3 separate regions of the Mus musculus genome follow, and all the other regions are linked to region 1. Evidence: chromatin contacts called from public HiChIP or PLAC-seq and promoter capture Hi-C data. All regions are on one chromosome and are shown on one strand. Each heading gives the region's core, a stretch centred on a gene start, on an enhancer-like site or on the middle of the called end of the contact. The rest is flanking DNA. Distances are from core to core; before and after follow the strand shown.

Evidence for each region. Promoter capture Hi-C pulls out the DNA fragments that hold promoters and counts their contacts. HiChIP or PLAC-seq counts read pairs in DNA pulled down with a chosen protein or histone mark.
Region 2: a contact with region 1 is called in an H3K27ac HiChIP or PLAC-seq map of embryonic stem cells, with 6 read pairs. The contact joins the enhancer-like site here to the promoter of Mfsd4a in region 1. A contact is called at or near these places in 4 of 39 promoter capture datasets (the 3T3-L1 cell line, HPC-7-derived erythroid cells and liver), 1 of 115 datasets of contacts at active chromatin or transcription factors (embryonic stem cells) and 3 of 9 other capture datasets (adipose tissue, liver and pancreatic islet).
Region 3: a promoter capture Hi-C map of neural stem cells shows a contact between it and region 1. The contact joins the promoter of Nuak2 here to the promoter of Mfsd4a in region 1. A contact is called at or near these places in 5 of 39 promoter capture datasets (the SN4741 cell line, embryonic stem cells, hippocampal neurons and 2 more), 1 of 484 Hi-C or Micro-C datasets (embryonic stem cells) and 3 of 9 other capture datasets (adipose tissue, embryonic stem cells and pancreatic islet).

What each region holds. Positions count from the first base shown.
Region 1 is chr1:132,066,388-132,071,088 of GRCm38.p6, forward strand. Mfsd4a (major facilitator superfamily domain containing 4A) reads right to left here and starts at 1,675. Exons shown (of 10, transcript NM_001114662.1): 1 at 1,276-1,675. The coding sequence starts at 1,505.
Region 2 is chr1:131,888,996-131,893,659 of GRCm38.p6, forward strand. No RefSeq gene overlaps it. Among named protein-coding and RNA genes, the nearest start is that of Nucks1, 19 kb to the right of the region's middle. Within about 2 kb of position 1,331, at least 8 of the 459 cell types and tissues checked have an H3K27ac peak or open chromatin away from gene starts, as enhancers often do. A contact at or near this core is called in embryonic stem cells, where this site is marked.
Region 3 is chr1:132,313,776-132,318,064 of GRCm38.p6, forward strand. Nuak2 (NUAK family, SNF1-like kinase, 2) reads left to right here and starts at 2,350. Exons shown (of 7, transcript NM_028778.4): 1 at 2,350-2,697. The coding sequence starts at 2,455.

The sequences.
Region 1 (4,701 bases), core at 425-2,924:
CCCCTCCTCTGACATTCAGAGATACCCCCTCCTCCTTTTCATGAATTTTCTAGCTGAACATATTTTCAGAATTCCTATATATCCGATTCTATCCCAGACCCACAAAGTGCTAATAGGCACAAGGAGACTTTCGTCTGAGAATTCTTGCATTTGCAAAAGGATGTAGGGGAAATGAAAATAGTCACTCTCCAATTGCTGAGGTGCAGCAGGCTCTGGATTGCTTAGACTGGGGTCCATTTTATACTGACACCTGTGTTGCATCGTCCCACAGCTGCACACCCTTTGGCCTAGAATGGCCTCTGCACAAGATCTTTTATTCTATCTATCTATCTATCTATCTATCTATCTATCTATCTATCTATCTAGTTTTGTAACAGACCTCCCAATTGTGGTTTTGCAGTCCAGATAATTGCTCCTTTAGGAAGTAGAACAAGGAAGACCACACAGCAGCCTCTGGTGTGCAAACCATTCATTCCTCAGCTCTAGGTCTCAGTTCTAGGTCTATTCCTGGCTGTACAGAGACTGAAGGCTGCTGACTTTCTAGAAATATCTTCAGAGGGGTTCCTACACCAGAAAAATGGGGCTCTGCACGGCACCCAAAAGGGTAATATTCTGAGTGCCAGGGATAGACCAGAGCTCTGTCCTGACAGAAGCCAGGGAGAAGTAACAAGGTGGAGGGATACATTAGGGGTATTCTGGGTACTAGAGATAGAGGATGGATGAGAGGCTCTACACTTCTCTACCTGGCCCAAGGGCTCAGCCTCCGCAGGCAAATGCTGCAGCCGAGTCCTGTCTCCCTTAGGAGATCCCAGGAGCCTCACCATCTTGGTAAAGGGATCAGCTGTATCAATTGATGTGGACCTATTATGAGTGGAATCACCAGTGGGTTCCTAGTCAAACCACAGGCCAGCCCTGTCACTGAGAACTGTCCCCTGAGCTGGCACCGCCAACTGTCTTCCCCTCAGTGCCAATTCCACCTCCGGCGCCGAGGCTACAAAATCTCAGAGGAACAGAGCAATAAGGGTCTTACGCATCTCTGTACATTCCATCACTCTTTGGCTGGTGGGCTCGGTGAGCGAGGGCGAAAGGGTTCTGAGCTCTCTCGGGACGAGTGAGACAAATACATAGCCCAGATGTCACCTTCAGTCCCGAGAGAGTTTTCCGGGAGAGCTTGTAGTGGGGGAGGGAGGCAGCCCCTGGGCTAAGATCCAGCCCAGCTGGGCAGGTGGTCACAGCTGCGGGGATGTGGAGGGGCGTGCGGGGCGCGACACTCACGTCCTCTTGAAGACACCCCCGAGGGCGCTGCCCAGCAGGAGGCAGAGCTGCTGCGAGAAGAAGACCCAGGAGATCTGGGGCAACGAGCTGTGCGTCTGGCAGCGCAGGTCCAGAAGCGTGGGCCCCAGGAAGGCGATGCACAGGCCGAAGCTGAAGAAGACGCTCCAGTAGGTGAGCGTGGGCTGTAGGTTGCGGCGGAGCAGCTCAGACACCCGGCCGTCGCAGCCCATGGCTCGGCCGGCAGCTCGCAGCGAGCCCAGGGCCGAGTGCCGCGGCCAACCGGAGGCCGGGCGGGGAGGAGAGGAGAGGAGGGGAGCGCCGCGCGGCTGCCCCGCCCTCGGCCAGCGCGGGGACGCCTGGAGGTCCGGGGCGTCGCGGACGCACGTGTCCCGCCGCCGGGACCGCCCCGCCTCGCTTCACGTTCCTGGGGGCCCCACGTTGGTTAATTCACCCGGGAGCGCGACCCGCCAGCTAGTGCTAAAGGCTCCTCGCGCCCTACACCGCGCAGCCTTTCAGCCTGGCGATCTGAATCCACATCACTTGGTCTTGGGGTGCTGCCGTTGGACTTCGAGGGTCTGCCAGCGCGGCTCTCTACCTCCCATGCCCTACTCTCTAAAAGCAGTCCTATCTGTACATGACTTTCTTGTGGCTTTCATTTGGAACCTCAAGGGGTCCGGTACACTGTCATTTGGAAAAACAAAAGCAAAAACACCAAACACTCCCAGAAACTTGGACATTCGTTTTACTGCTTTTAGGTGCTGGGATTGACCCCAAGGCCTATAACATGCTAGGCAAGTATCCCCAGTCCTAGAAATTTAGGTCTTCTCCATTCTATGCTTTGGGGTGCGGGGGTATCACCCTGCACCTGTTCCATCACAGGTGAGGAAGGCAGTAAGGCCAAGCTCTGTTTAGGGTTCTATTTCTCCTTCCCAATGCAGTGAGGGAGGGCAGGAACCCCAGGACTCGCAGAGGAATTCTGAGATGATCCTCCAGGCAGAGTTCTCTTCCCACTTGAAAATGCCTTGACAGGGTGGAGGGGTTGTTTACACTCCAAGACCCTGATACCGACCCGACACCCCCACAGCCCTGGACAGTGGTGTATGGTCCTGCTCCTGAGGGAGTTAGGATCCGGTGCCCACACCAGAACCTAGGAGCACAGCAGTTAAGGACCTTCAGTGTCTCCTTTGCCAAGTGTCTTAATAGTGCTGGAGGTTGTGACATCGTGCCCACAGAAGTGTTTGGCTGGGTGACCCCATGATACCTTGGCGTGAAGTGGAGATAATCAATTTCCTGAGCAGGGACACTACCTCAGAGTGCTACCCCATACCTGTCCTGGACTGTGCATCAGAGGAAGGCTCCAGTTTAAGAGTCCCTCTGGCTCATTTACTCCATGGGTGATGGCATAGACTAATTTAATGGCAGTAAAGGTGGGATTTATAGTACATGAAATAAGGTACAAAGTTATCACCTGAAAAAAATATAATCATTAGCCACTGCTGTGAAGTTCTAGAGGAACAGCAGCTCAGAGATGGGAAGGGTGACCTGGGGCTCAGACCCTTATCTCCTCCCAATTATCCCTGTGGTAGGTAGCTTGATAGCTTTCTTCTGTTGATGGAGACTTGCTTGCCGTTTACTTTTCATTTCTTAAAACATCGTTTTTAGATTTGTCTATTTTATGTATGCTTCACCTGTCCGTATTTATGTCTGTGCACCATGGGCATGCCTGGAGCCTATGGAGGTCAGAAGATGGGGTTAGATTGCCTGAAACTGGAATTACAAATATTCGTGAGCCACCATGTGGGTGCTGGGAATCGAATGTGTGTCCTCTGCAAGAGCAGCCAGTGCTTTTAACTGCTGAGCCATCTCCGCAGCTCCTGCTTGGCCCACTCCCATTGTGCATCAGCTGTGGGGAGGATGAGTCTTGCACTAAACTGAAATGTTCCTCCTTGTAACTGTTCCCCAGAGCTTCCCACTCGGCACCTGTTAGCTCCTCCCTCCGCCACATGATCTGCATGCAGGGACTTCACAATGCCATCTGGACACAGGGATTTTATGTCTCCAGGTAGAGTACCTGGAACCTTTGTGATTTTTCTAGATGATGCATACCAGCAACATCGCCCTACTGTCTGGCTTCTCGGCCACAATGGCGATGAGCCTGGTAACAGTGATGCAGCCCCAGTCTGGCCTGGGAATCGTTTCTAGTTTGATCTGAATAGTTGACTTTCAGAGACTGACACTTCCAATATATTGCTTTTTTTTTTGGCAAGCTGAGCAATTTGTGCTAAATAAAAGCCAAAAGCTTTAAAATGTTTAAAATAAAGACCCAGTAATCTGTATTTTGCCCTCTTCTCCCTACCTCTCCACCCCTTCCCTTTCTCTTCCTTTTTTCTTTCCATTTTGTTTGTTTGTTTGTCTGTTTTCCCATTTGGTTCTAAAGACCAAACTCAGGGCATTATCTATTCCATGCTACATGCATGTTGTCACTGAGCTAAATCCCCAGCCTTCCCTGAACCCTGTCTTTCCCTTCTCGTCTCAGCATGGGGAGAGGATTCTGTGCAAATCCCTTAGCAGCAATAAGGCCAGATTACAAAAGGAGCCATCACCCACCTCATAAAGGAAGAGTGGGGACCAGAACACACCTGGTTGTACTTCTATGTGAGATAACAACTGTCCCCTCATTTGGACTCCGAGACTGTCTCCAGAACCGGTCACTTCCTGACAACCACTTAAAAGCTCTTAAGATTGTGTAAACATATCTTTTCTCTCCTCCTCGACAGAAAAAGAGACACCTAAGTTTCCAAGTAACATTTGGTTGGGTAAGTAATCACACCCCTGTGATTTCACTCACACAGGGGTTCAGCCTTTTATCCTATTTAATGCCCCTTGGTTTATTCTAACAAACTTCCAAAGGACAGAGGGAAATCTCCCTTGACCCCCTACATCACCCAGTTAGAAACATCTGTAAAAGTTTACTGGGCTGCACACTTAAGCTGTAGGCATTTTATCATGTATAGGTTATACCGTAATAAAGTCGTAATAAAGGAAAGCAAGCAAGAATGAGGTGAATACTTCCCGCTCCCCAAATCTGTACTCAGCCCCCTTACAGAGGGAGACTGTTGGGTGCTGTACTGGGTGGGGTTTTGGGTGGAAACATCAGGTGAGGAGAGAGGAACAGCCATGTGGTAGACTCTGCAAAGGGGACAACTTGAAAAGCCAGAGGGAGCTTCTGCCTGGCAAGATGATCTAGGACAGGGGATGTGGGAAGCAGATGTGGAAGGTGAGAGGTGTATAGGAAGGTTAGATTCATCTTCTCTCCTTCACAGCTTCTGTCTGCCAGCCTCACATTCTCCACTTCCTTTTGAAGGATTCAAGCTCAGAAGCTGTAAAAGCCAGATGACTTTATTTGGGGGCAGGGGATTTAAGAAC
Region 2 (4,664 bases), core at 81-2,580, 180 kb before region 1:
GAACAATGAATGGAATAAAAGATCTAAATAAAATGTAAAAAGAGGGGCTGGAGAGATGCTGCTGACTGACTGCTCTTCCAGAGGTCCTGAGTTCAATTCCTAGCAATCACATGGTGGCTCACAATCATCTGTAATGGGGTCTGATACCCTCTTCTGGTGTGTTTGAAGACAGTGACATATATATATATATATATATATATATATATATATATATATATATGAGAGAGAGAGCGAATGACGGGGTTCTTTCCTGTGTGTATAAAATTGAGGGAAGGTGTCAGGTAGCCCAAGCTTACCTCAGACTCCCTATGTAGTAAGGATGGCCTTGAATTTCTGGTTGTCCTGTGTCTGCCTCCCTAGTGCTAGAATCACAGGCACACATGACTAAGCCCAGTTTATGCAGTGCTGGGATCAATCCCAGGCAAGCACTCTACTAACCCGAGCTACAACCTTAATTACTTCTATATTTTTATAGTGAAAGAAAATTAAAAGCTAGTCACTATGGAAAATGAAGATGGGACTGGAGATGTGCCTTAGTGGTAGAGCACTTACCATTCATGTAATACTTAGGCTTTGATCTAAAGTGCTAAAAAAGAAGGAAAGTATAAAACCGTACTATTTAATAGTCCCAGTGATGCAACTGATACCTCCGTTTACACTGAACTGCCCCCAATGCTCGTGCTTCCACCTCCCATTGCTCCAATGCTCCTACTTACACACACACACACACACACACACACACCCGCCCCTGGGAGCTGAGATTGCAGGTGAACATCACCCACCAGCAAGACAATTTTCAAGGTAGGATTTGAGATGAATAAAAATTCAGAAAGAGCTGAGTTAGGATTTCAGGTTGGGAGGAAAGGGAGTTTAGAAGGTGTTTGTTTGTTTGTTTGTTTGTTTGTTTTCGAGACAGGGTTTCTCTGTGTAGCCCTGGCTGTCCTGGAACTCACTCTGTAGACCAGGCTGGCCTCGAACTCAGAAATCCTCCTGCCTCTGTCTCTCAAGTGCTGGGATTAAAAGTATGTGCCACCACTGCCCAGCAAGCTTAGAAGTCTTATACCATTGTCTAAATGGTTTCTGTGTAGGGAGGTACTAATTAGGTTAAAAAGATGATTACTACATTGCTTAGGTCAATTACTTAACCAATAGTGGTATATCCACCTTGTCCCAGGTGCTAGGTACTTGTGACTTTGTAACTTTGGGGGGGGAGGGGGGACCGGTGTACCGCGGCCTACATTTGACAGAGGACGACCTTGGGTGTTGGTCCTTGCTTTGGGTGTTGTTTGAAATAGGGTCTCTTTGTTGTTTGCCACTGGGTGTGTCAGGCTATAAAACTTAACTAGCTTTCAAGGATTCTCTTGTTTTTTTTTCCCATCTTTCCCTGGGAGCACTGGGAGTACAGATAAGTACTATTGTGCTCAGTTTTGATATTGGTTCTGGGCATTCAAATTCAGTTCCCCATGTTTACATACCAACTGCTTCTCCTACTGGGCCATTTCCCTAATCTTTTAAAGTGCAATAATCTCTTTCGTAGGACTCCACCCTTATGACCTAGTCACCCCTCTAACGCTCCACCTCTTAATACCAACACACAGGAAATTTCAAGATGTGACCTTCAGAGGGACACAGACCACTGCAGGAGTAGAAATGGAAGGATGAAGTTAGCAGCAGGCTCAAACAAAGGAGTTGTATAAGTCATGTCAAAACTAGGGCTGGTGGTACAGAACAGTGATGAGTTATTGCTTCACCGGTGAAATGAGCCAATTCAAGCCAGATTAAATTATATAGGCAGGTTTATTGGAAAGCTGCTCTAGGGCAAGTTCACTGGCCCCAGGGACCTAGGCCAAGGAAGTCACCATGGAGGGGGCATGAGAGAATAGAGACAGAAAGAGCTTCGGGACACAGAGAAGAGTAGGGAGCCCAAAATGTCTGGATTATATAGGGAAGATCTTTGGGGGAAAGGCAGCCCAACCCCTGGGCAGGAAAAGTAAGGACTGGGGACAGGGTATGTCAGGTAAGGACTGAAGGATGCTGGGAGAACCTGTAGGCCCAGCCTGTTTTGATGTGTAAAATATGCACCTTGGTCCCTTGTCCACAGGTCTGAAACCAAACAGCCAGTAATTCCAGCTACTTGGTAAACTGAGGCAGGAAGATCCCTGGTTCAAGACCTTCCTTCCTTGTCTACAGAGTGAATTCAAGATTATCCTTCACAAATTATCAAAACTGTCTCAAGATTTAAAAAAAAAGAAAATTGGTGTCTTCATACCTGCATCCTAGCACTTGAGAGGCTGAGACAGTGTAAGACTCAAGGGAGCCTTAGCTTACCAGGGACCCCCTGAGTGAGCCACGTGGATCAGGGATTGATGCAAAAAAACAAGAGGAATTTATTTTTCCAAAGCACTGGGGTATTCCCAGACCTGAAGGAGAGGCTGCGACCCCCAGTAACCATTCAGTGAGTTTTTATATGGTTTCCGGGGGGACAGTATAGAGAATCAGCAACTGTGCACAGAACAGTGCACCCTTTAAACTGATTGGTCTCTAGGGAATAAGGTGACAAGGACTTCCATTGTCTGGAGGTAGGCAACAGTCCATCCTACAGAATGTGTTCCCACCCGCAGGTCGGTTCCTGCCCTGTGGTCTGAAAAATGTTAATTCGCCTCTCCCTTCAAGGGGCTAGTGTGTCCTGACCTTCCCAGAGTTCCTGAGCTGACTTTTCAGCAGGATGATTGCCTCAACTTCAAGACAAACCTGGGCCATGAAATGAGTTTCAGGATCACATGGACTACCATTGAGATCCTGTCTCAATGAAAGAAAAAGGAATAATAAACCTTTAAAAAAAAATTGGAGTTGGATCTAAGGATCTTTTTTTAAAAGTCTAAGGATTTAAAACAAATGAAGAGTGTTTATACAAGATCCTGGGTTCAAATCTCTGTAACACACATACAGAGTATGGGGGGGGGTGGGGGGGACGATACACATAACACTGAAGCAGTTGGACTACAGAGGGGTTTGTTTTTCTGACTGAAACAAAGAATCCACAATCATAACTTCCTTAAAAAGGCTAAAATGTCAAAGTGACAAATGTATTAGCCCACGGTTTTGGTTGTATGAAGTCCATTAGGCTTACATTAAGGTATGGGCCAGGCTGATGGCTTTTAGAGGAAACAAAACATATACATATGCATATATCATACATATACATACACATATACAATACATATATATATATATATATATATATATATACATAAACATATACTATACATGTACATGCACATACATATATTTGTGGAGGGATTTTTTTATGTATGTGTTTTCTGAATTTTCTAGCTTCTGGGGACTGCTCCCATTCCTTGCCTCGTGAGCTCCTCCATTCTTCCTCAAATCTAGAAAGAGTGGATCATTTTTTTTCTTGAAGCTCATCACTCCAACCTTTTTTGCCTTTTTTTCTACAGTCAAGGACCCTTGGGGTTGCTCAGGAACCCCTTGAATAAGCAAAGTCATTTCTCCCATCTCAAGGTCAGCCAATAAGCAATAATGTAGTAATCACGAAGACATCTATCTCTGTAGTGTTTGGTTTCCTTGTTTGTTTGTTTGTTCATTTTTGCTCTTTTCTTGGTGAATTTTCTCTCTCTCTTTTTTTTTCTCAGAGAGGTGAGAGCACACCCAGAGGGTTGAATTAGGGCTTCCCACAGGCTCAGCACTCTACAAATGACCCACACCCTTAACCCCTTCTTAGTGATATTTGGGGGCAGGTTTTTATAGCACAGTTTGGCCGGAGCTCACTTTGTAGCCCAACTGACCCTCAAATATGTTACAATCCTCCTGTCCTTGCATCCCAAGAGCTGAGCTCGTAGGAGTGAGCCAGTGTCCCTGACTCTTAGTGATTCTTCAAGCTCCTGGCATGTTAGATATACCAATCTATCCCTGTATGTGACACAAAAGTGTTCCACAGCCCGAGGAGTGTGAGCATAGTGGTCTTAGGTTTGTTCATGATGAATCTGCTTGCAGTAGCTAAAATTCTGGGTTAGAGAGTTTGGACTCTGTTTAGAACCTGCCCCCAAATACCATAAAGGAAGGGTTGAGGGTACAGGTCAATTGTAGAGTACTTAGCCTGTGGGACACCCTAATTCAATCCTCTGGGTCTCCTCTCACCTCTCTGAGGAGAGAGAGAGAGAGAGAGAGAGAGAGAGAGAGAGAGAGAGAGAGAGAGAAAGAGAGAAAGAACTGAACTGTCTGGCCTTAGTGTGGAGTGATGTTAGTTAGAGTTTTACTGCTGTGAACAGACACCATGACCAAGACAAGTCTTATAAAAAACAACATTTAATTGGGGCTGGCTTACAGGTTCAGAGGTTCAGTCCATTATCATCGAGGTGGGAGCATGGCAGTATCCAGGCAGGCATGGCGCAGGAAGAGCTGAGAGTTCTATGTCTTCATCCAAAGGCTGCTAGTGGAAGATTGACTTCCAGGCAACTAGGGTGAGGATCTTATACCCACACCCACAATGACACACCCATTCCAACCAGGTCACACCTATTCCAACAAGGCCACACCTTCAGATGGTGCCACTCCCTGGTCCAAGGATATACAAACCATCACAAGTGATTTGTGGACTGTGTTTTTAAAAGGTAATGCTGCCTGTTGTACCTACCACAGATCAC
Region 3 (4,289 bases), core at 1,100-3,599, 250 kb after region 1:
AGAGCCCCCGTATCAGATATTTACATTACAATTCATAACAGTAGCAAAATTGCAGTTATGAAGTAGCAACAAAGATAATTTTATGGTTGGGAGGTCACGACAATACAAGGAATTGCATTAAAGGGTCAAGGGATTAGGAAGGTTGAGAATCATTGGGCTAAGTAGTTGGTGACTGGGTGCAAGGGTTAGAAGAAGTGCTTCCTCCTAAGACTAGAGCGTGAGGCAGACAAACTGAATGAGGGTGACTCAGCTCAGCTTAAACGTCCTAACAAATCCTCCAAAGAGCTAAGCCCAATCTTTAAGTCACTGAGCCACATCCCAGGTCCTCCCTACACAGAATGAAAGTTAGTTCTGGCACTTGGTTGTTCTAATCAGTAGTTCTGTAAACAATTGTTGTTAATTTATTTCATATGTACAGCCTTATGCCAGTATGCATTTCTGTGCAGAAGATACATGCTTGATGTCGTTGGAGATCAGAAGAGGGGGCCAGAACCCCTGGTACTGGAGTTATGGCTCTTTGTGGGTCATCTTGTGGGTGCCGGGGATGAAATCCTGGTCCTTTGGAAGATCAGTCAGTGCCCTTACCTGCTGAGCCATCTCTCAGTTCTCTCCATGGTTCTGATGGCTCACTCCTCTGCCTGCAGGTCTGTTTGTTTGCCTCCTGTGTCCATCCATCCATCTGGTCTGTATGAATCCACTGTGCACCTTTATCTGTTCAGCAGTGCCCTGGGTATTGGGGGTGTTTAGGAATAGTGATAAATGTCTAGATTGAGTCTTAAAGGAAACCTTGGGCTCCTCTGAAAAAAAGTCTTCATCTTATGAGGAAATGTTGATACAGCTAGCTAACAGACATGGGTCTTCTAGTAAGCTTTAAAAGCCCTATCTTTAGAAAGCAACCCCAAACTATCCTCCTCTCATCTTGGCTAGGGGCTCCCTCCTCTTTTCATGTCAGTCAGGTCTAGAACCCAGGTCTCCCATCCCTGAGCCTGCTCCTCTGACACATGCTTTTCATTGTCCTACTCTGCCTGGACAGACCCCAGGAACTGACAGACAGGGCGCACAGAGAGCAGACTGGTTGAGCCTTTTCTATTTTCACAGACTACTCAGAGTGGAGAGGCAAGCTGGCAGAAGATAGGGCACTAAACTAGCTATACAGTTTCCATGGACCGTCCGAACTTAGAGAAGGCTGATTCCCGGTGGATGGTCTCTGGCTACAGAGAGCTCCAAGACAAGGAGATACCAGTTATTCCCTCTGAAAAGATTCAAAGGGCAAACAGAAGTAGGAAAATGGGCAGAGAGTAGTTTTTTTTTTAATTTGATAATTGAGGACGTAGTCCTCTTTGATCCTCTGCCAAGTCCTAAAGATACAGCTAGAGATGAGGTCCTGCAGATGAGGGAGGGATGCCTGCCCGGAATAGCTAGAATTAGGGAAGTCCTCTTGTCCTGTACTCTTTCCCTATAGGCCAGTATCTGAATTCCAGGCTTTCTTGCCAGCTGTGTGGCAGAAGTAAACTCACTTTCTACATCGGAAAGGGGGGTCTGGACATAGCCTTCCAGGCCCCTTAAATGCAGCCAAATCTTATGCCCAACCTCCTGCTCTTTTGAAAAAAAAAAAAAATCCACTGGGAGGAAACCCTGGGACCAAGACACTCCTTACAGATTTAGGAGCTCGTGGATGTAAGTCCTTGGAATGTGATGTGCTTTTTTCACAATTTATGGAGATCCACAAGGCCACCACATCTTGAGGGAATCCACGCAACCCTACAAAGTAAGGATTTCCCAGGCCTGTTGGATTCCAGAATCCAATTAAGGTTGGTGGAATCCAAGCAGAGTGAACATGGAGTCAGGACAGCTCTCTACCAGTGCTTAGCTGGCGTCAGTCTCCAACCCATTCCATCTCCCTATTCACTTTCTCCTTTATGGACCTCAAGAAGTTATCAAAAGGCTTTTCAGATTTTGAGCTTGGAAGAAACAATTTACTGCATGTGGAGAAATACTTCGGGACTTTCTAGTGCCCTTAGATTGTCCCTTGCCAACCGAGAACACAGCACAATAGCACAAGGTTGGCGTCATTCAGAGACTAAAGCAATTCAGAGAGCCTTCAATCCTAAAGACTGGCACTTCGGTATTAATTCGGCTCTGCCTCCATTCTCGCATTCCTGGGCCTCGGGTCCAAGTGGGCGGGGCCCCATTCACACCTTTCCGCGCCTAGCCAAGGGGAGGAACGGGGCAGGAGAGGGTGAACCAATGCGAGAGGTTTTGGTCACGAGCCGCCGGCAAGTCGGCCAATGGGACGCAGGGGCGTGGTCAGGACATTCCCCCTCGAAACGTTTTATAGCAATTCGGAACGCGGGGCTTTCTAGCGTGCTCGGGTGCGGCTGTGACCTCTGAGCCCGCGGCTCAGCGCGCGCTGCTACTGCTGCCCGACCCACTCCACCTCGCGGTCCCCGCACCATGGAGTCGGTGGCCTTACTCCAGCGCCCGAGCCAGGCTCCCTCGGCCTCCGCCCTGGCCTCGGAGAGCGCCCGGCCGCTGGCGGACGGGCTCATCAAGTCGCCTAAACCTCTGATGAAGAAGCAGGCGGTGAAGCGGCACCATCACAAACACAACCTGCGGCACCGCTACGAGTTCCTGGAGACGCTGGGCAAGGGCACCTACGGGAAGGTGAAGAAGGCACGAGAGAGCTCGGGGCGTCTGGTGAGTGTCCCTCGCGGCTCCCGGCTCTCGGGAGCTCACAGCGCGTCCCTTGCGGTGTCCTCGGCTGCGTTGCCAGGCGCGCGCATTTTAGATGTGTCTGTCCGTGGTTTTCAGGACAGTGCTCATCTGTCCTGAACCTTAGCTTCACTAGATGCCTGTAGTTTGAGAAGACGGAGCTTAACTTGAATTTTGACGGGAACAAACGTCAACAGAGTAGAATGGAAGGAGGAAGTTGAAAGCACCAGTTCTTAGTAGATGGATGAGGTGTGGAGATCTTTAACTCTGACTTGACACTTTGGGGCCTTTCCAGCCGAAATGAAGCTAAGTTTGGTTGGGATAGGTTTTTATTCTGGGAAATGTAAAAGCAGGCCCAAATGTCAGGTCCACTCCCAGCACTCCAGCCACATCTTTGGATGTGAGGCCTTTGGGGAACTTGCCCTTTTGATTTACGCATGTGTAATCGTAATAATAATCCGTAACTCTGAGCAAGTTCCTCCATCTCTGTTTTCTGTTTCCCCTTCTGCAAAAATAGAGAGAACACAGCCTGTCTCACAAGCTGCTTGGAAAAAATAAGATATAAATGTGAATGCACTTGAGCCCTGATCACAGATCCTGTGTTGAGAATGAATACTCCTATCTGGAAACCTCCCCTTGGAAGGACAGCAAATTTACCAAAAGTTACACAACAATGTTTCTTCCACTCTAGTTCAGTGGGCCTGAGTATTAGCTGGCTACTTGTTTAAAATGTGCAGTCTCTCATTTTCCACCAAGGGAACTATTTTATAAAAGGTCTATAATTCACATTTTCGCAAGGCTCAGAGCAGGTGGTTTAGGGAGAACATTTGGCAGGTCCAGTGGATGCTGTTTGTAAGGGGGTGTGTATGTACAGCCATCATTTGCCCTATTGACTATGGGAATGGTCCCCTCCCCTAATTGTTTGCTTTTGCAGCCAGTAGCTGGTTTGAAATTCAAGAAGTCATTTCATTGGTGAAGGAGAGTGGATGTTGGAGAAAGGAGTGGATTATAACCCCATCAATAGGAGCAAGTATGTTTTTCCTGCTAAGGCCTGGCACAGTCCCCAGTTGCCCGCTGCCAGGTTACAGTTATTGGGCAATCGTGTACTTCCGGGCTTTCTTTTCTTTCTCTTTCTATAAAGTGCCAGGGCCTCAGAGGCTTAAGCCTTGAGACTTCAGGGCCCAGGCTTTGTCTGGGGGCTTAGCTAGGAAATAGTGGCTAATAGTGGCTTGTGTGCTATGTCGCTTGTTGTAGGAAGAGTGGATTGAGGGAGCTAGAGTGTCTGAGAAACTGAGATCAAAGTTCAGAGTTCACATCAGCTCTTGATTGACACACACACAGAGAAAGAGAGACAGAGAAAGACAGAGAGAGAGAGACAGAGAGAGATCACATTTGATTTTGAAGTGAAGTAAATCAATGACTCTTGCATCAGAACAGAGAAAATCAAAAGGAGCTCTCAGGTTCCCATGTCTTGCTGCATGCAAGGAGCCAAGATCAGCAAATGTGGAGATCCTGCTCTGAAACTCCCCAGCAGGACCACCCAGGATTGCTGTTAAGAGTTTGCTTAGCCCCCCCCC